7 separate regions of the Mus musculus genome follow, and all the other regions are linked to region 6. Evidence: chromatin contacts called from public Hi-C, HiCAR-type and HiChIP or PLAC-seq data. All regions are on one chromosome and are shown on one strand. The core of a region is the stretch at or near the end of the contact, and the rest is flanking DNA. Distances in the headings are between cores, read along the strand shown. Region 1 has its middle 84 kb from the start of Gm36794. Region 2 has its middle 27 kb from the start of Gm30032. Region 3 holds the start of Miat (myocardial infarction associated transcript (non-protein coding)). Region 4 has its middle 13 kb from the start of Gm30032. Region 5 has its middle 71 kb from the start of Gm30032. Region 6 holds the start of Mn1 (meningioma 1). Region 7 overlaps Gm30032 (a long non-coding RNA gene).

Region 1 (2,700 bases), core at 10-2,509, 610 kb before region 6:
GGGAGCTTCCTGGTGTGGCAGGCTCACGTCTCCTTGGGAAGTTACCATCAGTGTGGTTGGTCCTCCTGGGTCCGTGCCTGCATTCTTGACCTGTTAACAGAGGTTAAGGGGCACCCAGAGGCCACAGACCAAGCTGTCTGTTCCTTGATAGTATGAAGCCTCCGCCCTTGCATATACCTCTCAACTTCACAATCACACTGTTATGCACAACCTACATTCCTTTTTAAATGTTTGTTTGTTTGTTTGTTTGTTTGTTTTCCCAAGACAGGGTTTCTCTGTGTAGTCCTGGCTGTTCTGAAACTCACTCTGTAGACCAGGCTGGCCTCCAACTCAGAAACCCACCTGCCTCTGCCTCCCAAGTGCTGGGATTAAAAGTGTGTGCTACCACTGCCCGGCACAACCTCATTTCTTTGCATCAGATCAATCTTAGAAGCCTCCTGGTGCCACTGGAAGACTTGGGATTTGCAGTTAGACAGGTGGGGCCATTTCTGCAGACAGCTCAGCAGTGAGGAATGCTCCCTGCTCTTGCAGGGGATCTGGGTTCAACTCCCAACTCTCTCCCTCCCCATATTAGGTGGCTCACAACTGCCTGTAACTCCAGCTCCAAGGGATCTGATGCCCTCTTCCGGGAGATCTGTGCTCATGTCTACATGTGCACTGACTCACACAGAGACAATTAAAAGTAAACAAATCTAGGTCAGTGGTGGTGGCTACACCTTTAATCCTAGCTTTTGGGAAGCAGAGGTAGACAGATCTCCAAGTTCAAGGCCAGCCAGAGCTGTATTGTGAGGTCTTTCTTGTCTTGAAAAACAAGAACAAAAGAAAGCAAAACAAAAAACAGAGAAGGGGAGTGCTTGGGGGAGGACAGTTTTTCAAACAGTGTAAGATTTGTTGAGATGCAAGAGGTGTAGTGTGGGCCTGGCCAGCTAGAGTGGGCTGAAGGAAGAAGAGAAAAGCAAGCCTCCCATAGGAAGACCCTCCATTTATGCTGAATTTGAAGTAGGGCAGTGGATGCAAAAACCCTCAGCACAGTGTTTGATGTGCATTGTGTGTCCAAGAAGACACTGAAAGGAATGAAGTTTCCCAGACTGGTGGGGACCCAGAACCTCCTCCAGCCCTGTCTGAGCCTGACATGGCTCTGTCTATAGCCGTCCTCTCCTTCTGCTCCTCCGCAGTTCCGTGGCTAGGTCTCAGCCCCTGTCCTTCATCTGACGTGACAGGAGAGGGAGGGATGCAGAGCCGGGAAGAGGGACTTGAAGAAGATGGATGCTGGCACTGTTGCCATGGCAACCACGGGACGGGCAGGAGGCCCGTTGCCAGGAGTGGTCCCTGCTTTTCCTGGATTCCCAAGCCTTTCAGGGAAGGCAGGAGATGTATCAGGGACTCGAGGATACAGGCAGGCCCTGAGAGACGGATGGGGGTTAGTGATATTTTAGCAGTCTCTTCTGGATTCGTGGGAAGATCTGCTAGTCCCTGTGCTGAAAGATGGGGAAAGAGCAGAAGGAGGGGTGTGGAGAGGGCAGGTTTCCTAAGCACCTACTATAGCTGGTATGTACAGCTGGTTTCTGCACAAGAGGCATCGGGTAAAATCTATAGAGAGATTGTAGTTCAAATCCTGTCTCTGCTTCTTCCCATTTGAGTTGTCTCCTGCCTCCAGACCCTGGTGCCCTGTTTGGCAAAGCAGGTGATGTTGGATGATGCTATGTGGCTTTGCCTGTCTCAGGCTCGTGGCCCAGAGGCTTCTGGGATAGAGGCATGCCTGCTAGGCTGAGTATTGTTTGTGCCTTGCTGATATTGTCACATGGCTTGTAGGGAGGGATCCAATTTACTTCTTTATCTGTGCCTGCCTGTTTTCCTGCCTTCTGTTAATAGACATTTCTTGGTCTTTTGGAGAAGAGAGTCAGGGACTCAGGTCAGTGGTCACAGGACAGGCTGATGATAATGAAGGCTCTTACAGGTAGGACCTGCACAGTGGCAGGGCAGCTTCCTTGCCATGAACCTCACAGGAATTCCTAATAGCTCCAAGAGAGAAAGTCAAGGTTCAAAGTAGTTGCACAAGTCACCTGAGACAGCACAGTTGGCTCCTACCTGATATGGGAACTTGGAAACTGGTGGGTTTGCTAAGAATAAAGTGGTGGTGAGGTTTTTAGGGCTGGGGCCATGGGCTTGCCACAGAGCTGCTTAGTTCTTGACTCCGTTGAGTCCTGGGGATCTGAGAAGGCAGAGGCGAGCCAATCAGCAATCTCTGCAATGCTGAGGCCCGTTTCTCCCATTGCGACTGTGTCGCCATGCAGACAATTCTTAGCATAATTTCCCACTTACTGCGGGTGCCTGACGTCATATTCCCCACCCCCTGCCCCATGGTCTGCACCCCCATCCTGATAATTTTTTCTAGCTGTTTTTCTGTCTCAGGACTGACTTGAGCCAGTGAGAAGTAGGGGTGGGTCTAGCCCCATCCTGTACATGTGGACACCCGGCTCTTCTGTGTTCATGGTGTCTTCATATATCAGCTGCTCACACTGCAGCCCATGTGTCTGTACGAAGTCCTCAAGTTACTGGGAAGGAAGTAGGAAGGCACAGAGGAAGAACTCGGAAGCGGGGACAGGAAGAGAGAGAGGACCAGAAGAAGAACTCAGGGAGAAAGGAAGAGGACCAGAGGAAAAACTTTGGAGGACAGAAAGAGAGGCCCAGTGGGATTCA
Region 2 (2,700 bases), core at 177-2,676, 680 kb before region 6:
TTTGTGGCTGTGCCTGACCCCTCCCATAAAGCATTGTCTTAGGCACGGGCCCATTTCCCAGCTGGTTTTCAGTGTGTGGAAGGCTTGGACCGTTAGAGATTGGATTCATTATTTCTGTGTGATTGTAGCCACGGTTACTGAGAGGAGCCATAAAACAGAGAACTTCCTGAACTGTCTCCGGTGCTATAGAACGATTATCGTGAGTGTTCTAGGCCGAGCTCTGACTGAATTCCCACAATGTTTAAAACCATGTGTCCGGGGCCAGTGAGATGGCTCAGCAAGTAAAGACACTGCCTTGAAGCCTGGTGGCTGAAGCTTGAGTCTCAGAGCCTCTGTGGAGATGAGAACTCACTCCACAGAGATGTCCTCTGTCACGTGTGCAGCCATGTAAACACACTTTATGATGATGATGGTGGTGGTGATTAAAAAAACTCACAAGTCTTTATTTTGGTCATTTTGGTTCCACCAAAGACTGCGAATTTCCAACCCTTCCCTCCGTTCCCTCCTCTCCTCTCTTCTCCCCTCCCCTGCCCTTCCCTCCCTTTCTTTCCCCTCCTCTCCCCTCTCCTCTTCTTTCTATGCTGATTTTTTTTTTTTTGTCAACTTGACACAAACTTATCCAGGAAGAGGAACCTCTGTTGAGAAAATGCCTCCATCAGATTGGCCTGTGGGCGTGTCTATATGGCGTTTTCTTGATTAATGATGGATATATGGGGATTCATCTCGCTGGGGATGGTGCTGCCTCTGGGTAGATGGTCCCAGGTTGTATGAGAAAGAAGCCCAAGCAAGGCATGTTGAGCAAGTGCCTCCTCTCCAGGAAGTTCCTGAATACCCAACATTGGACTGGCTTGTCCCTGCCCACTGGAGAACAAGGGTACCTGAGAATGGCTTGTTTCCGGTTGGAGCCAGGGGTATACTCGTATCTTTTCCCATCTTTACAATGCAACAGAATAAACGGAGGACACATATTGAGTGTTTGTAGGATCAGCATTGTGGTCCCTTACTCAGAGGATCCTTTTAGGAATCGCTGGTATAACCCAGAGAAACCCAAGGGAGTAGGAGGAGGCTGGGCCAGGCTCAACAACAGCTGTTGGAGTTTCCAGGGGATCGCCTACAATCTCCAATGGCTTTCCCCTCCCTCCATCTTCCCAGCTCCTGGAAAAGGCCTGGGCCAGGGGAAAGGTACAGTCGGGGTTGCTGTGTGCAGCCTGGGAAGCCGTGGCACCTGCTCCAGCAGCCAGGAGCCGGGAAGTCTCTGGGTGCCAGCTCTTCCCGCTACGCTGTTTTGGAGGAGAATTTGGCCCACTTTCCTCCTGCTGGGGACTCACAAAATCTGATTTGAAATCCACTCAAGTGTACATTAACTGACTTCCTCTTGGCTCAGGCTGAGGAGCCTATAATTAGAGCAGCCACTATGCCACTTAGTGGGTTTCATTCACACGAGCGGAAAGCACACTTGCAAAGACGGATGGAGAAGCAAACTTGGGAGGGTTGCGGTGGCGTGCCAGGATGATGCGCAGGCTGACTGCCTTTCTACTCACAGATCTCGGCTCGCTGAACTTGGGTGGGACTGCCATCTCCAGGAACCCTTAAGCACACAGAGCTTGGATCTTGTTTGAAGCTCGGTTCTCCCCTAAGGGTCCGTTTCTGCACCTGGGAACGTGAGTGCTGTCAGCCAGCAAGCAGCCTTCCAAGGCTGTCTCTGCCATCGTTAAAAACCACCTACAAATGTTGTGTGTTTATTGAGCACTTACTGTGTTCCAGGCCAAGTTCCCATACTTTGAATTATTGGCTTGGTAACAACGGCATGCTCACCGATGTCAATGCTCTCTTCATACTTGTAAAGAAACTGAGTCAGATTACTTACACGTGACCACACAGGAAATAGCTCCCTCTTTTCTCTGTCAGTCCTCATCTGTTCTGTAGCCTTTCCACCCTTCTTCCAGATCCCAGCCCAGTGCCCATCTGGCTCATGCTACCTCCTACTGATGGCTCTGGACACCCACCCTATACCTTTTCCGTTTCTGTGGCTGGTGCACCGTGGGGCACTGTTAGCTCATTGTGTAACCAAAGGTGTTTGACCAGTGGGCCTTGGTCTCTACCAGATGGTGGGATGACTGCCCTTGACCTTTGGATCAGATGGGAGCCCAGGCTCAGTGACCACATTCTTAGATATGAACCTCATGTGTGAGCCGTCACAGTGGTAGGAATTGTCCTGATTCTATTGTATTTGGTGTGATGTTGCCTGTGTCCTACTAGTTTGCTTCTGGATGAAATCATCCCACCTCCTCTAAGAGGGGCAAGGCTTCCTCCCTATTCTCTGGCCAGGTTCCAGGCCATCTCAGATGTAAGGTGACACCAGGAAGTACCTTTGACCTCAGAGTGATACTGCTGGGGCTGTAGGAGAGAGAGGATACAGGGCATGAGGGAACCAGGATCAACCAGGGTCTCTCCATTCTTCCTCGATCCTGAGAGGTGTCACAGATGGGCATGGACGGTGGTGGAGGCTGAACATTCATATGTCAGAATCCATCCCAACATCTCCCAATGTCACTTCAAGTGGAGATAGGAACCCTGAGCTGTAACTAGTTGGATAACTAGCTCATTGCATAGAGGGAGTTGACTAGAGAGAGGCTCACACAGCACAGGGAGGATCTTTGGTTATACTGGCTTTGGGTGCCTAGTACCCCAGGAGCAGAC
Region 3 (2,700 bases), core at 142-2,641, 810 kb before region 6:
GCTTTCTAACCAGCCTGTGTGAGAGGAGCATCCCTGACAGGGAAGTATCCGAGGCAGTGTTGGTGCTCCCAGTTATCCTGTGTTGTTGGCCTCCAGCTGGCACATTGGACATGTGAATCATCGAGAGAAGGATGTGAAGATGACAGAACCTGGAAGCATGAGTTCAAATCTCACATGGGTCCCTCACGGAGGCTGTGTGCAGCCCTCCCCGTCCCCTCCTCTCCCCCCTCCTCCTCCTCCCCACCTCTGTATGTGAGCAGTGAGGGCATGCCAGGGAGATCTCATGCTGGCAAGCTTGACCTCAACTGAGTTCCACCCCCTGGATTTACATGGTGGGAGGTGAGAGAGCCCATTCTGTTGTCCTCTGAGGCCCACTGTGGACGGCGTGCCCACCCAATCATACTAAATAAGTGTTTTAATTTATTTAAAAAAAAAAAGAAATGAAAGGTGGGTTTGTGAGATGGCTCAGTGGTTAAGAGCACTGACTGGTCTTCCAGAGGTCCTGAGTTCAAATCCCAGCGACCACATGGTGGCTCACAACCATCTGTAATGAGAAACAAATAAAAAAAAAAAAAAACCTATGGGCTGGAAAGAGCAGGGGCCGGAAGGAGCCGAGCCAGAGCAAGAGGGAGAAAGGGAAGGGGGAAAAAAGAAAAAAAAAAGTTTAACAAACAAACAAAACAAAACAAACAAAATCCCAAAAGGTGAGCTAGCTTATTGAAGAGAACAGCTTGGGGCCCAAGGGCCATCTTATGCTGGGTGCCTCTCCCCTACTTAACCCGCTGACTGGAAGAGAATAGAGAACCAGTTTGGGGAAACACCCATGCCCATACGGCCACATCTGGTCAAGGGCGTGATCCGAGCTGAAATTTAAGCTGAGGACTAGTAGGTGGAATGTTCTAGCACAGGGGTTCCTCAACTGGAAGAGGCACTGGTGGTCCCATTTCACAAGTTTTGATCCAGCGGCACTATATTGGGGCTTAGAAGATGACAATTACATCATGGTCTCAAAGGTGTGGATGGCGCTGGTCTGGAGCATCACAGAACCAAGGTTTTTAGCGACTCTTTAGCATCCCTGTAAAGCTCGTGATGGTGCCAAGGAGTGCAGGCAGAGCAGATGCCAAAATTAGAGACCTCTGCCACAGACTTGGGTTCGAATCTTGCCGCCGCCCTGACCAGGACTCTTCCTAACAGAGTTCCTCGGCAACCACGCCCCGGCCCTGAGAGCCAAGCACGGATACCGGGTCCTCTTCTGGGATTCTAGGCAGTGCTTCTCGCTTAGGCGCCAGGTCCGCGATCGCGCCTCCGACCGTCGCGCGCCTCTCCACTGGCCAGCGTTGCTATGGCAGCGCCGCAGGGGGGGGATGCTGAGGCTGAGGCTCGCAGTAGCCCCTTTGTGAGGCGCGGGAGAGATGTGCACCCCACATCTCTTTGCTTGAGTCCTGGTCCGCAAGATGGGTGCTTGTTCGTGTGCCCCACCCCACCCCCACGCCCGAGGCCGGGTGCGGCAACTCCGCCCGCCAGCCGCTCCTGCATTAAAATTTCATGGGCGCTGCAGTAAACGCGAAGACGACGCCGGTTGCGCTGGGGGGCCGTAGGGAGGGAGGCTGCGGACCAGAGCGGGGAGGAGTTTGCGAGGGGAGGCGCTTGGGAGGACTCCCCCAGTTCTGTTAAGAGCTGGGCACAAAGAGCCCTTTGCACTCCAGCCGCAGGAGCGAGGAGGAGCCGAGGTAAGCCGGGGTCGCCATTCTCACTCCCCGCCGTGCGCACCTGATCCTCGGGAGGGCAACGGGGTGGGGGTGGGGTGTCCCACAGTCCCAGGGCAATGGTGGCCCGCGCTGAGTGGGTGACGGGGCTCCAAACCCGCAATGACCAGATGTGAGGGTCCAGTGGATGGACCATGGGGATGGAAACACAGAGGATGCTCAGGGTCTGGTAGTCACGGTCTGAGGGGGAACAAAGACCCTTCCCTTCCCCCACAGCTAGATGCACATGGGCGTGGGGACTCCGGTACAACACCAACCCACAAGGTTAGCAGGTAACTCTCTGGGATAGGGACTGCGCCCAGGCATGGAGGGTGGGGTAGCGGGTGGTTTCTCTGACTCCCTTCCTCCACACGCCCAGCCCTTACCATTCCTCCACTTATGGGCCTTATCCCAGACCTGGGGCGTCCAGCGCAGCCTCAAACCCAGGGCATCTCTGCACTCTCATCGCGACGTCGCTCTGGATGCTGTTTGCATATCCTTGGGGAGTCACTGCTTTGGCACAACAGTCCTGCGAGGTGGTAAGAACCCATTTTAAAGACGAGAAAAAGGAGGTCCAGAGAGGTTTAGCGGCCTGTCCAAGGTCACTCAGCCAAAGATTTTTGAGTTTGACACGACGGACTCTGAAGCCCACATGGCATCTCTAAAACGGTGTGGGGGTGACCCTAGAACTCACTAGCTCGGTTTCTCAACCCTCCTGGGCTCTGAGACACTACTCTCTGCAGAAGCTGGGGGTTTGAGAGGGAAAGGTCTAGACCTCTTTCATCTAGGACGCGAACGAGATTATTTCTTGGACAGAGGGATTCCGGGGACCCCTGCCTCCCCACTCTCGTCCCAGTCTCCCGAGCACAGGCCTCCAGGCGTCGGGGATCGCTGGCGCTCACACCCCACTGCGGAGAGGAGTCGCGCCAGGAAAACGCCCCCACCTGCTGCAGGG
Region 4 (2,700 bases), core at 144-2,643, 720 kb before region 6:
TCCTCTGGCTTGGGTGTGGGTTCGAACTATGTGTCTAGAGGCTCTGGTGTCTCCGTTGCCCAGGGTTAATTGGGAGGCAGACTTTCTTGTGGTAGAGCTGTGTTAGACCAAGGCAGGGCAGGCAATGGAATGTGGGCCAACCTCAGCCCATGTGTGAATACAGACTCTGAGGTCCCAGCTCAGCCCTTGAGTCAGAGAGAACATTGTAACCAAAGTCCAGTGGGTTTGTGTGCCTGGGTTCCAGTGCACACCAGTTTATCCACAACACACCCTGCCCCATACACACAGACAAAGCTAGCTATGCTAAGGGACTGGTAGGCATGTAAAACATTTCCAATCCAGTGCAGAAGGACACTTTGGTAAGATACAGTACAAACAGCTAACAACTACAGACTTTAAATGGGAAATCAAACCCTTGCTCCATGCCTTTGCTCTGAGGGTGGATTTGATAGATGTGGTATTGCTATCTGCCACACCCTGGTTCCCTTCCCCTATAGGTCTCTCTCTGTGACAGGGCACAGTTAGCCAGCACCAGGTGTCATGGCCCCGCTCTGCACACCACCACGCTGGCATACACAGTGGTGGTGCAGCAGACAGCACGAGCCATGCGGAGCTGTGTTTGACATTGTCGACTGGGAAAGACGCTGGCCTTGGGCCGCACTCAGCAAACTGCTGGCTGGTGATTCTCCTCTTCTTTCTCAGCCTCCTGAGGACTATGACCATAGGTTTATGCCACCAAATCTGGCTCAGTAATACTTAAAACAAACTTTCCTCCATTTCCTGGGTAGGTAATGGGGGCCCAGAGACGTTAAGTTACTTGCCCAAGGCCGCTTAACACACTGGTGGCGTAACCTGAGTCCATTTGTTTGAACATTTCAAGGCAGGGGATTGGAAAGGAAGGCATGTCAGCAAGCGACACGCAGAGGACATTGTACCCTGTACTCTGCGTGAGTGACAGCTGTCAAGGAGCCAGGCACAGGGGAGGGCTCTGGCGTCTCCATAGCCGTCTTTTATGGGAAGCTGGCATCTTAGAATCTTTACCAGCTCAGGGCTGGGAGGGTCTCCATGGCCCTACTGTGTGTGATGCAGAGCCTGCCCTCCTATCCATCCGTGCTGCCAGGGCACAGGGCCAAGCTCAATTCACTGGGGCCCTCTCTCTTCCTTTCCTGTCCCTAGAGCTCTAGGGGCCCAGCAGAGAGGCCTAGGGTCTGGCAGGCTGGGTGAGGGCTTGTTATCCACAGGCTGATGGCTGCCACTGAAGACTGCCCGAGGACATCCAGGCGGGAGCTGTTTCTGAGGCCTGCTGTGCCCGGAGAGCTGGCTGCCAGTGTCTGTGCCCAGGGTCCGTGTGCTTCTTCACTGACTCATTAATCCTGATTAACAGAAAAAGGCAGCAGGCGGGGGCCCTCTTAACAGGCAAGCGGCGGCTGGCGTGCTTTCACCAAGCACAGTGGTGCCCAGGAGACTCAACATCGATGAATTATTCAAACCAGCCAAGGCAGGGAAACCCAAAGACATGGCGTGGTGGCACCTGCCCCCGTCCTGCCCCCGGGGCTGCTGTACCCTGCATCTTGGGGCACAGGCCCAGGGCTCCTTGGTGACTGTGCTCCGACCCCTCCTTCTCAGATGGAAGTTGAATTTGCAATTGATTGTTCCCAAGTGCCTTAGAGGTCTAGTAATGGATCCAAAATGACATTTCCCACCTGCCGGTCCCCGGGGGACACTGAAAAGGGTTTGTGGATGGGCCTATGATGGAGAATGTGACAGGGGAGGCTCAGAAGAGGGATGCATGTGTGTATGCATGTATACATGCATGTGTGTGTATGTATGAACATATGTATGTATGTGTGTATACATGCATGTGCTTGTATGTGTACGCATGCTATGTGCATGTGTGTTTGTGTGTCTGTATGTATACATGCATGTGTGTATGGGTGCCTATTGGTGTACACGTTTGTGTGTGTGTACACATGTTTGTGTGTGTATGTGCATGTACACATGCACATGTGTTATAAGTATGTAATCGTCTTTTTTTGGTAATGTGTCTACACATACGCACATGTGTTATATGTATGTACACATGCATGTGTGTGTATGTGTATATGTCACACAGTAGCAGCAATGCCTGGAATGTTAGGAGAGGAACCGCCCAGGGCCCAGAATAGAATACCACACCAATGGGCTGAGGGAGTATTTGGAGAATACAAGGGGTAAACTGAGGTTGGAAGGGGGACAGGCACCTGCCCCAAGTTGCTAAGTAACTGAAAACCATGGAGCTGGGCTCACAGCCCAGGCTGATTTGTCCCCAGCAGACTGACCCATGGCTGGGCACAGGCAGTGTGCCAGGCCTTGAGTGAAGGGTTTTGTTCCCTGGCATCTTCATGATTCCTATATTGATTCCCATGAGGAAGTGGAGTTCACAGAGACTGTGCCTCAAGGTAGGCTGGAGAGAGGCAGCCTTGAGTGCAGAGTGGTCCTGTGGGGTGCTGGGCCTACATTGAAGTTAGTGGCTCTGGGCCTCCCTGTATGCCAGGAATACAGTCAGTGAAACAGCCCTCCTGCCCAGACTGGGCATGCTGGGGCTCATGCTGCCACCTCCCTTCTGTCCCCAGACATGTGGGTGTAATCAAGTTTTCTTTTTTTTTTTTGTAATCGACTTTTCTAAAACTGTCTTTATAGCACCCATGGCATTTGGGGAGT
Region 5 (2,700 bases), core at 51-2,550, 630 kb before region 6:
GCTGGTGTCCAGCCCCTCGAACAGCCCACAGTGTCTCCTCCTGGAGCACCCTCCAATGGGCAGATGGGTCAGGTCCCTTCCTTCTTTGCCCATCATTAATTTTGTGATATGAAAGAGGGGGTACTGACCCTCTCCAGTCCTCACCCATGCTCTGCCAAGCATAAGCCTGGACCCACCCATGTGTCGATGCCCTCTTGTTGGCCAAGTGGTTCTGGGATAGTGAGAGGACCCTAGATCACTCAACCTTCCACTTACCCTGGGACTTTGGTCGAGAGTCTCTCTCTCTCTCTCTCTCTCTCTCTCTCTCTCTCTCTCTCTCTCTCTCTCTCTCTCTCTCTCCTGCTCTCCTCTCCAGCTTTCACTGTCTCCTTACATGAAGATGATGACATGAGCTTACTCTGCTGTGAGACTTGGCCCTGTGCCCAGCTTGGGGGAAGCACCAGTCAGGTTGGTGGGGATAGTCATGTCCTCCTGCCTACAATGAGGAACACCGAGCTCCTCAGCGCTGGTCTTCCAGGGCCCCAGCCTCTGAGTCAGAGCCGGGTATGAAGAAGGAACAATTTTCTGACCCTGCGTTCAGGCTGCCAGAGCCATTTAGGGGTGTCAGACAAGGAGTAGCCCCTAACACCCAAGCTGCCTAGGTGGTGGCCGGCGTTGGGGTGGCTTCCTCTGACCTTAAACCCTAACGCTCCTGCCCACATCTGCAGCTAAATAAACCAAGTAATCATGCTGGCAGATAGATAATTAAATAATTATCAGGCACTTAATAACGAGGAGTGGGAGCCCTGCCTCTCCGCATTAGACAGTGTCTTTGAGGGCTAATTGTTGCATTACATCAGAGTCCCCTCATTCATTACTCTTGTCATTTCGGGTGATAATTTGCACTTTAGGAGACAGCGACAATTTTAGCAGGCAATTAGAGACGTGTCAGGCCTGGCCCTGTGAGTTACTGTCACAATTATTGCCCTCCCCCCCACACCCCACCGTCCTCATTTGCAACCATGTATTTAAGGGGATTTGGGTAATTCTAGGTCTGGGTAAAACAGCCAACCCATGGGACGGTGGAAGGTCTGGGGATCGGGCAGATACCAGTACCAGAGCAGGGGAGGGATGCTGTACACAGATCTGCAGGGATGGGGCTTCTCGTTGGTGGACAGAAACTGCATCTAGTCGCCCATCAGTGGGGTTCTCCTTCCCTGGTGGCTCTTGATGTTCTTCCACCCTTCCCGGGCATCTTTCTCAGCTCTTTTATAACCGCTTGAGTGCACGTGATTAAGATCTCTTTGCAAGTCTCTGAGAGGCAGGAGAGAATCAGAATGGGCGGAGGAAAGAGGAACGGAGACAGGGAACTGGGAAGTATTCACTAGGGTTTTTAAACCGTAATTTTATTTTCTGTGTTTTGGCATCTTGGGGACTGTTGGGCCTGGGGATAGACTGCTCTTTCCAGATCAGCTGGTTTCTACAGACAGGGGCAAACCAGCTGGATCCCAGCACGACCCCACCCACCTGCTCACTTTACCAGGATTCTACCACCTGGGGGGCCTTGTCCTCAACCGGGAGTCAGCCTGCGCTGAGTCATCCTGAGCCTTACTTACTTAGCTGGGGTTTCTGTTGCTGTGCTGAAACATGGTGGCTAAAAGCAACTTGTGAAGGGGAAGGGCTTATTTTACCTTACACTTTTCTGCATCATGGTTCATCACTGAGGTAAGTCAGCAGGGACTCAAGGCTGGACCCTGGAGGCAGGAGATGAAGTGACACCATAGAAGAATGCTGCTTATTGGCATGCTCCCCATGGCTTGCTCATGCTTTCTTATACCACCCAGGATTCCCTACCCAGGGATGGCGTAATCTACAGAGGGCTGCTCCCTCCCTCCCACATCAATCATCGATCAAGAAAATACCCTATATCCTTGCCCACAGGCCAGTCCTATGGAGAAAGTTCTCAGTTATGATTCCCATTTTCCAGATTAGTCTAGGTTTGTCTCAAGTTGACATAAAAGTAGCTAGCACAGATGGGCAGTGGGTAACCCAGGACTGCCCCTACCTAAAGTTCACTGAAGCTACCAAATAGGCAGCCCGCTATCTACTTGCAGATCTAGACCTCCTCCCACCATGCTATGGCAGAAAGCTCTGATCCATATTCATCCTTGCTTTCTGCCTCCAGCAGACTCCAGTGCCTCCCGGACTGGAACCCGCAGGTGCAGACACTCCCTGGGTGTTTGGGGACTGTGCCTCTGTAGAACACTGCTTATCTCTTGGTCCCCTTGGCAGGAAGAGGAGAGAGGGGGGAGGAGAGAGGGAGTAGAGGGGGAAAGGAGAGAGGAAAGAAGAGGAGAGAGGGAGGAAGAGGAGAGAGGGTAGGGGAGAAGGAGCAAGAAACAGGGAAGGGAAGAGAGGGAGAGAGGAAGAGAAACACACACAGGGGTGGGGCAAGAGAAACAGAGCTGGGAGGGCAGAGAAAGGGCGATACTCAAAAGTTGTGTTTGAGAGCAATACGTTTTCACTGACTCCTCATCATTAAAGCCCGGTGCCTGGGTTTATGACTTCCTTGATCCTGAGAAACTCCACAAGACCATGAGTTAGCAAAACATATTTTGACTGGCTACAGGAGACTCAGAGGAAAAAGCACTGTCACACTCAAGTGCAAAATTCCACAAAAAAAGAGGAATTGAAACTGTAGCCACCACCTTGCAACTATAT
Region 6 (2,700 bases), core at 180-2,679:
GCAGGCACGGCGTGGCCCGAGGTGCCCGAACTATGGAAGTCCGGGAGGTTTCCTGGCCGCTGCGGGCCGAAGCCCTCCGGCCCCTGGCTCTCCGCCATGTGCTCATAACTCTCTGCGAAGGGAGGCTGGCTGCCCAGGCCGCCCGCTGCACCTCCGTAGCCAAGCAGCCGGCCCCCGTGCAGACATGAGGCACCTGGATCCGGACCACCGAAGTTGCCCCCAAAGTGGGGGTGATGCTGGTGCGGGTGATGGCCTCCGGGATGGCTGTGGTGAGGCTGCTGACCGCCGAAGAAGCCATGCACAGGCTGCGCCTGCAGCCCCCCTGCGTGCAGCTCGGAGTGGCTGCGCGCATGAAAGCCGTAGGGCTCCATGTTCAAGCCCAAGATCGGGGGTTCGCCCAGAGCGCTTATTGCAGGGTCCACGGGGCCAGTAGGAGGCCCGGCGTGGAAGGCAGGAGCCTTAAAGTGGGCGTTCATGCTCAGTCCGGCTTCGTTAAAGTTCCCCTCGCCCTGACCAGCGTGCCGGCTGTTGATCTGGGGCTCGAATTGGTCCAGCCCAAACATACTTGGCGGGGGCGGGGGGGGCGGGGGGGGGGCGGGAGGGGATCAATAGGGCATGACAGCCTGCTCCGCCGCGCGCCTCCGGCCAGGTACTCGCCTCAGCCGAGGTTCCGGCGCTCCGGGACGTTCTGCACCGCGGGGCGCAGCGCTCACTGCCGCCCGGCCCAGCGCGCGGGCGCTGGCTAGGAGCTCTCTCCGCTGCTCTTCGGAACCTCGAAATCGACCCAAGCGGGCCTCTCACGTCTTGCGAGGCCGCGGCGCCTCCTGGAGCCTTGTCGGGGGGCCCATGCCCCGGGTCGATGGCACGGTCGCGGGTGGGTATGCGGAGAGGAGACCTGGAGGCCGACGAGCTGAGACAAAAAGTTAGATAGGGGGGAGGGAAGGGGACGGAAGAGCAGAATGATCACCTCTGGAGTCCGCGGCGCGGCGGCTGGGGCCGTAGCGGAGCCCCTTGGTCCTTCCCCTGCCCCGAGTCCCCGCTCCCGGGCCGCACCGGCTCCCGCACCTCCGGTCGGCCGCGGGCGATCGGCGGCGAAAGCCTCAGCGGCTCGGAAGACGGGCTGCTCCGCTCCTCATCGCCGGTGCTGGATTCACAGCAGTAGACGCGGGCGCCGGAGCGGGAACGCAGGCTGCGGGAGACGCGCGGCTCCGCGGCTCCGCGGCTCGGGCTCGATCGCCGGTCGCCGCGCGAGTTCGCGGGAGTCTCGGGCCGCGCGCGGGAGGGGAGGCGTGGGGCCGGCGGTTCCGAAGCTGTGGTTCCCGCCTCCGCACTCCACGGGTCCCCTCGGACCCGGGAATGGGCCGCGCGGGCGAGCAGGGCGCGCGGGGCGGGCGAGGCGCTGCGAGGTCCGGGATTCCGCTCCGCGTCTGCCTCTCGCCGGCGCCGGGAGAAGCAGCAACAAGTTTTGCGTTTCAGCAATCCATTCCAGCCATTACCTCTGCACCAATCAGCGCCGCCCGAGCGGGCTCGGGGGCGGGGCTCGCTCTTAAGGTGGTCCCGGGTCCCGGCTGCGCAGGCCCGGCCACCAACCCGCGCTACTCCGGGTCCGGCGCTACGGCGTTGGGGGTGCGCCCCAGGTGCCCCCGGCTGGGGAGGGCGCGAGCCTAGGACGACGGCGGGAGCCAGGCTTTGTCCGCCCCCTTCCCATTCACGCTGTTCTCAACTCCCCACCCCCAACCGGAGCCAGCGCGACCTGCGGGGTGGGCAGGGGGCGGGGAGGTGGGCGGTGAGCTGTGCGGGGCGCACAGACAATGGGGTAGCCTGGCAGAGTCCCCGGACGCGCCAGGGAAAGTCGCTAAGTGTCGCCTGTGCTGCAGCCCGGGGCAGCGCCCCAGGGAGCCGGCCCTGGCAAGTTCACGAGGTGATCGCCGAGGGGAAACACGAAGTAAGGTTGTCTCTGCGACCAGAGACTGGCTCGCTCCTTCCCTAGTCTCCCACCGTCCGCGGCTTCCGGTTCTCTGCCGCTGGCTCCACCGGGAAGAAGCCACGCACCCTCGGCCGCTTTGTGGAGCCACTTCGGGTGAGCCCGGCGCGGGAGCGACGAGGCGAGACAATGCGAAACCCTGAGGAGAGCGACGCGCAAAGGGCGCACGGGGTGGGGGCGGGGGTGGGGGCGACACCTTGCTGCGGCCACAAGCAGGCAGGCCCAGGCCCTGAAGGGCGCGAAGTTGGCCTCCTTAAAAGATCAATTAAACTGAAGAGGTCAAAGAACGGAATTGGATTGTGATACTAAAATCAATAAGAGTGATTTAATACCTACCCTATTTCATATGGAATATTTATCCCAATAATCTTACTTAAAATTGTTTAGATCTTTCTACTCCTCACGGAGTAGAGGCTGAAATCTATCTTGCAATTAAAAGTTAGAAGTTGGAGGTGATAGGAGGTGGAGGTGTTTATTCTGTGGACGCGCGCGCACCCAAGCGCCAGCATGCGTGTGCGAGTTTTCCTCTCAAAGTGTAAGTAGGGGAGGAGGGGCGGAAAGGCTTTTAATTTTCCTTGTCATGAAATAAAGCGAGACAATTTTGCTGGCAAGCCAGGATTCTTAAAAGAAGAGGGGAAAAGAAAAAAAAAAAACTTTCGTTGAAGTGCCCCCGATATCGCTATTAAATCTAAATAAAATTAAGCACGGTGTATAAA
Region 7 (2,700 bases), core at 184-2,683, 690 kb before region 6:
GGGTGTGGGGTGGGTGGGAAGGTGGGTAGACACTGCAGCATGCAGGAATGGTGGGGTGGGGGAGGGGCAGAGTCAGAAAGTGGAAGTCAGGGAAGGCCCCAAGCTTGGCCACTGGTATCCTGCTGTGCAATTTTGGGCACATCACATGATTTCTCTGATCCTTGCCTTCCAGGGCTGGGACTGGGAGCCTTCAGCACAGGATGGGATGGAAGTGTGGTTATCAGGTGAGGTACCTCACTGAGTCTGGTACCCACTGGCCATAGCAGGTATGTCAACGCTGCCGACATGCAGTGGTGACCCGTGAGGGTGGGCTCTGGAGTCATGTGGACTGGGTTCAAACTTCGCTTCTTGGCTGTGAGAATTTAGGCAGCCTTCTGCTGCTGGAGCCCATGTCCCTGACTGGCAGGGTGGGGTCTGGTCCTTCACTGCCCTGTGTGGATGGTTTATGGATATGAGAAAGCCCCATGCATCAGGTGTACACTCAGACCATGGACTGCTTAGAATTCACAGGGAGTTGAAAGTCAGTACCAGGCAGGCCATAGGCTCTTAGCAGCTGTCAGGTATGTGTGTGTGTGTGTGTGTGTGTGTGTGTGTGTGTGTGTGTGTTTGTTGGGTGGGCATCAGGCTGTGTCTGCCAAGTGGGTGGTCATGGGGTTTGGAGGGTGATGTGAGAGTGTTTCTAAAACGATCTCCTCCCAAGCTTGCTAACTTACTGTGTGACCTTGGGCCAGCCCCTCAACCTCTCTGGACCCTGCTCCCTTGTGTGTAAATCCTGGAAAGGTTTACTTAAGTGCTAAGGTTTTGTTTGTTTGTTTGTTTGTTTGTTTTCTTCTTCAGAGCCTTAAAAAAAAATCGATGGTTATAAAGGTTTGTGGTTAGCGAGAACCATCTGCCCCAGGCAAAGACCAGACCCTCCCCAACCTTTCAGGCAGAAATAAAACAACAAGCAGCCGGTTTTGCAAATTGCCATCTCGGAGGTCGTAAGCACTGGTATCTGCTTTTGTGCGCGACTTGATTGAAATTCTTCTGCGATGGCGGGTGTCCCCACCATCAGTGCCTTAATTAGAAATGAGGACAGTCACATCGGCATAAATTAAATCAGACTAAAGATGATTAACAAAGTAAATGCAAGGAATCATTAAATTAAACCATTGTGCCAGGTCCTCTGCCTATCTATCACAAATTTGGGCTGCTAATGAGGGTCTTAATTAGTAAGTTAGGTCGAAATAATTCATGCCAGTCACTCAGAGGCAGACCCCCTTTCCTCCTCTGCATCTTACCCGGTCTTTCTGCTTCCAGCTCCGAATGCAAATGCATCGGGCCGTGGACCACGGACGGACATCGCTGACAAATGACATCATTCTCCCATGATCAAACCCTCCTGGCACTGGATGTGTTTGCTGTGATGCCTGGGGCGAGGCCCCGTTCGCCACAAGGGGCGAGATTAGTCCTAACACAACTGGACTGCAGATAGATGAGACCTGGTTCTGGATTCATCAGCTGGGAGGCAGAAGAGTGAGGGCTGCAGACAGGAGACTTGAGGGGTCATAGAGTGGCCCAGGGTAGACCTGGGGACTCTGGTGTTGGGTTTTATAAAAAAGAAAGGCAACCCAGGGATACGTTTGGTAGAGGCATGGTATGGTGCAGGGGAAGTGGGTGCCTCTGTGGGTGTGCACCTCTCCCCTGAGGTACCATAGTATAGAATTAGAGTTTAGGGCACAGAGAGGGAAGTTGAGGGGGTAGTAGAGACAGAGAAAGGTAGAGAGAAAGGGTCAGGGAAGGGGGAGAGGGAGAGTAGTAGAGGCTGGCCGTGAACATGGAGAGAGAAGGGAGGGGAGGGGAATGGGAGTAAGGGAGTAAGAGGCTGAGGAGGGGGCAGGCAGCCCCTTTTATACTGAGGCCAGCACACCTGGCTGTTGCCAGGTAACTGTGGGGTGGAGCCTAGAAGAAATGCTAACATCTGGTATCCCAGGATTCCCTGCTCTTCCCAGCTGTGTTCAGCAGATCTGCTCACACTCCCTATCTACTGAGGAAGAATCAGAGAGGTGAATGGACTTGCCTAAGGTCACACACAGAGGCAGAGCCTGACTCAGCAGCCCATCCTGGCTCTACCAGTGATGGCCAGGTGGCTGGGTGGCAGGTGGGCGTGGATGTGTGGTAGGAACTCAGAAGGGAAAGCAGAGTAGACCAATTGAGGATGGGCTGGGGAGATGGAGAGCCTTTGGTGTCAGAGACTTGGCGTGGATATCAGAATCTGCCAGTGATGTCTACTCACCGAGTCTCGGTTTCCTCATCTGTAGTTTGGGTGCAATGAATATCGACTGGTGTGAGCTTTTTGAGGTTTCAGTGATGTCTTGTGAGATGTGTGTAGTGAACGATTCTTCTGTCACCATCCTGGTGGTTGTCTGGGGACTCAGTTAAGCTTTTGGATTGCTATGAACCCTATGAACCCCAATGACTCCTTCATCAAGACGCAGATGGGTTGGGTTCTCCTGCCCTCAGGAACGGGCAATCGGGAAGGCTTGATATTTGAGGTCATCAGACTGTTGGCTGGGACACAGGAGTGATGACGTCCCTGTCACATGGCAGGCTGGCTAGCATCGGTATTATTGGCCATGGAAGCCATCCAGTCAGGGGTGGGTTCCAGGGCACAGTGTGGCTCCAGCTGCTGTTCCTGCCTCAGCTGCTCAAGTCTGAGTG

What was found. Hi-C and Micro-C count contacts between places; a contact is called where the count stands out from the background. HiCAR-type assays count read pairs that join an accessible place to other places. HiChIP or PLAC-seq counts read pairs in DNA pulled down with a chosen protein or histone mark.
Region 1: an H3K4me3 HiChIP or PLAC-seq map of embryonic forebrain shows a contact between it and region 6, with 9 times the contacts expected there. The contact joins the enhancer-like site here to the promoter of Mn1 in region 6. A contact is called at or near these places in 3 of 39 promoter capture datasets (the 3T3-L1 cell line, hippocampal neurons and second pharyngeal arch cranial neural crest), 4 of 484 Hi-C or Micro-C datasets (cortical neurons and uterus), 13 of 115 datasets of contacts at active chromatin or transcription factors (the NIH/3T3 cell line, craniofacial prominence, embryonic basal ganglia and 8 more) and 1 of 9 other capture datasets (embryonic stem cells).
Region 2: a Hi-C map of cortical neurons shows a contact between it and region 6. The contact joins the enhancer-like site here to the promoter of Mn1 in region 6. A contact is called at or near these places in 4 of 39 promoter capture datasets (the 3T3-L1 cell line, hippocampal neurons and liver), 8 of 484 Hi-C or Micro-C datasets (cerebellar granule neurons, cerebral cortex, cortical neurons and 3 more), 13 of 115 datasets of contacts at active chromatin or transcription factors (SST interneurons, T-cell acute lymphoblastic leukemia, VIP interneurons and 10 more) and 1 of 9 other capture datasets (embryonic stem cells).
Region 3: an H3K4me3 HiChIP or PLAC-seq map of forebrain shows a contact between it and region 6, with 5 times the contacts expected there. The contact joins the promoter of Miat here to the promoter of Mn1 in region 6. A contact is called at or near these places in 4 of 39 promoter capture datasets (the 3T3-L1 cell line, hippocampal neurons and liver), 3 of 15 datasets of contacts at CTCF or cohesin (the NIH/3T3 cell line, embryonic stem cells and large pre-B cells), 22 of 484 Hi-C or Micro-C datasets (the AML12 cell line, LSK cells, adipose-derived mesenchymal stem cells and 10 more), 19 of 115 datasets of contacts at active chromatin or transcription factors (the NIH/3T3 cell line, T-cell acute lymphoblastic leukemia, craniofacial prominence and 12 more) and 3 of 9 other capture datasets (embryonic stem cells, embryonic tail and embryonic trunk).
Region 4: a HiCAR-type map of astrocytes shows a contact between it and region 6, with 7 times the contacts expected there. The contact joins the enhancer-like site here to the promoter of Mn1 in region 6. A contact is called at or near these places in 6 of 39 promoter capture datasets (the 3T3-L1 cell line, embryonic stem cells, frontonasal cranial neural crest and 2 more), 2 of 15 datasets of contacts at CTCF or cohesin (large pre-B cells and stem cell-derived epiblast-like cells), 23 of 484 Hi-C or Micro-C datasets (B cells, the CH12 cell line, astrocytes and 14 more), 19 of 115 datasets of contacts at active chromatin or transcription factors (the NIH/3T3 cell line, SST interneurons, T-cell acute lymphoblastic leukemia and 15 more) and 1 of 9 other capture datasets (embryonic stem cells).
Region 5: an H3K4me3 HiChIP or PLAC-seq map of embryonic basal ganglia shows a contact between it and region 6, with 6 times the contacts expected there. The contact joins the enhancer-like site here to the promoter of Mn1 in region 6. A contact is called at or near these places in 3 of 39 promoter capture datasets (the 3T3-L1 cell line, the HPC-7 cell line and hippocampal neurons), 2 of 484 Hi-C or Micro-C datasets (cortical neurons and uterus), 14 of 115 datasets of contacts at active chromatin or transcription factors (SST interneurons, VIP interneurons, craniofacial prominence and 9 more) and 2 of 9 other capture datasets (embryonic stem cells and embryonic trunk).
Region 7: a contact with region 6 is called in an H3K4me3 HiChIP or PLAC-seq map of embryonic forebrain, with 10 times the contacts expected there. The contact joins the enhancer-like site here to the promoter of Mn1 in region 6. A contact is called at or near these places in 3 of 39 promoter capture datasets (the C10 cell line, embryonic stem cells and second pharyngeal arch cranial neural crest), 2 of 15 datasets of contacts at CTCF or cohesin (large pre-B cells and stem cell-derived epiblast-like cells), 14 of 115 datasets of contacts at active chromatin or transcription factors (the NIH/3T3 cell line, SST interneurons, T-cell acute lymphoblastic leukemia and 11 more) and 1 of 9 other capture datasets (embryonic stem cells).

What each region holds. Positions count from the first base shown.
Region 1 is chr5:112,028,725-112,031,424 of GRCm38.p6, reverse strand. No RefSeq gene overlaps it. Among named protein-coding and RNA genes, the nearest start is that of Gm36794, 84 kb to the right of the region's middle. Within about 2 kb of position 1,259, at least 20 of the 459 cell types and tissues checked have an H3K27ac peak or open chromatin away from gene starts, as enhancers often do. A contact at or near this core is called in cortical neurons, embryonic basal ganglia, embryonic forebrain and 1 more, where this site is marked.
Region 2 is chr5:112,092,772-112,095,471 of GRCm38.p6, reverse strand. No RefSeq gene overlaps it. Among named protein-coding and RNA genes, the nearest start is that of Gm30032, 27 kb to the left of the region's middle. Within about 2 kb of position 1,426, at least 17 of the 459 cell types and tissues checked have an H3K27ac peak or open chromatin away from gene starts, as enhancers often do. A contact at or near this core is called in cortical neurons, where this site is marked.
Region 3 is chr5:112,227,639-112,230,338 of GRCm38.p6, reverse strand. It overlaps Miat (myocardial infarction associated transcript (non-protein coding)), which reads left to right and starts at 1,391. Exons shown (of 7, transcript NR_033657.1): 1 at 1,391-1,730; 2 at 1,983-2,038; 3 at 2,125-2,284.
Region 4 is chr5:112,132,579-112,135,278 of GRCm38.p6, reverse strand. No RefSeq gene overlaps it. Among named protein-coding and RNA genes, the nearest start is that of Gm30032, 13 kb to the right of the region's middle. Within about 2 kb of position 1,393, at least 54 of the 459 cell types and tissues checked have an H3K27ac peak or open chromatin away from gene starts, as enhancers often do. A contact at or near this core is called in astrocytes, cerebellum, cerebral cortex and 7 more, where this site is marked.
Region 5 is chr5:112,048,856-112,051,555 of GRCm38.p6, reverse strand. No RefSeq gene overlaps it. Among named protein-coding and RNA genes, the nearest start is that of Gm30032, 71 kb to the left of the region's middle. Within about 2 kb of position 1,300, at least 20 of the 459 cell types and tissues checked have an H3K27ac peak or open chromatin away from gene starts, as enhancers often do. A contact at or near this core is called in SST interneurons, cortical neurons and embryonic basal ganglia, where this site is marked.
Region 6 is chr5:111,416,029-111,418,728 of GRCm38.p6, reverse strand. Mn1 (meningioma 1) reads right to left here and starts at 1,429. Exons shown (of 3, transcript NM_001081235.2): 1 at 1,066-1,429; 2 at 1-910. The coding sequence starts at 563.
Region 7 is chr5:112,109,109-112,111,808 of GRCm38.p6, reverse strand. Gm30032 (a long non-coding RNA gene) reads left to right here. Exons shown (of 4, transcript XR_880589.2): 3 at 173-266. Among named protein-coding and RNA genes, the nearest start is that of Gm30032, 10 kb to the left of the region's middle. Within about 2 kb of position 1,433, at least 29 of the 459 cell types and tissues checked have an H3K27ac peak or open chromatin away from gene starts, as enhancers often do. A contact at or near this core is called in VIP interneurons, embryonic basal ganglia, embryonic forebrain and 1 more, where this site is marked.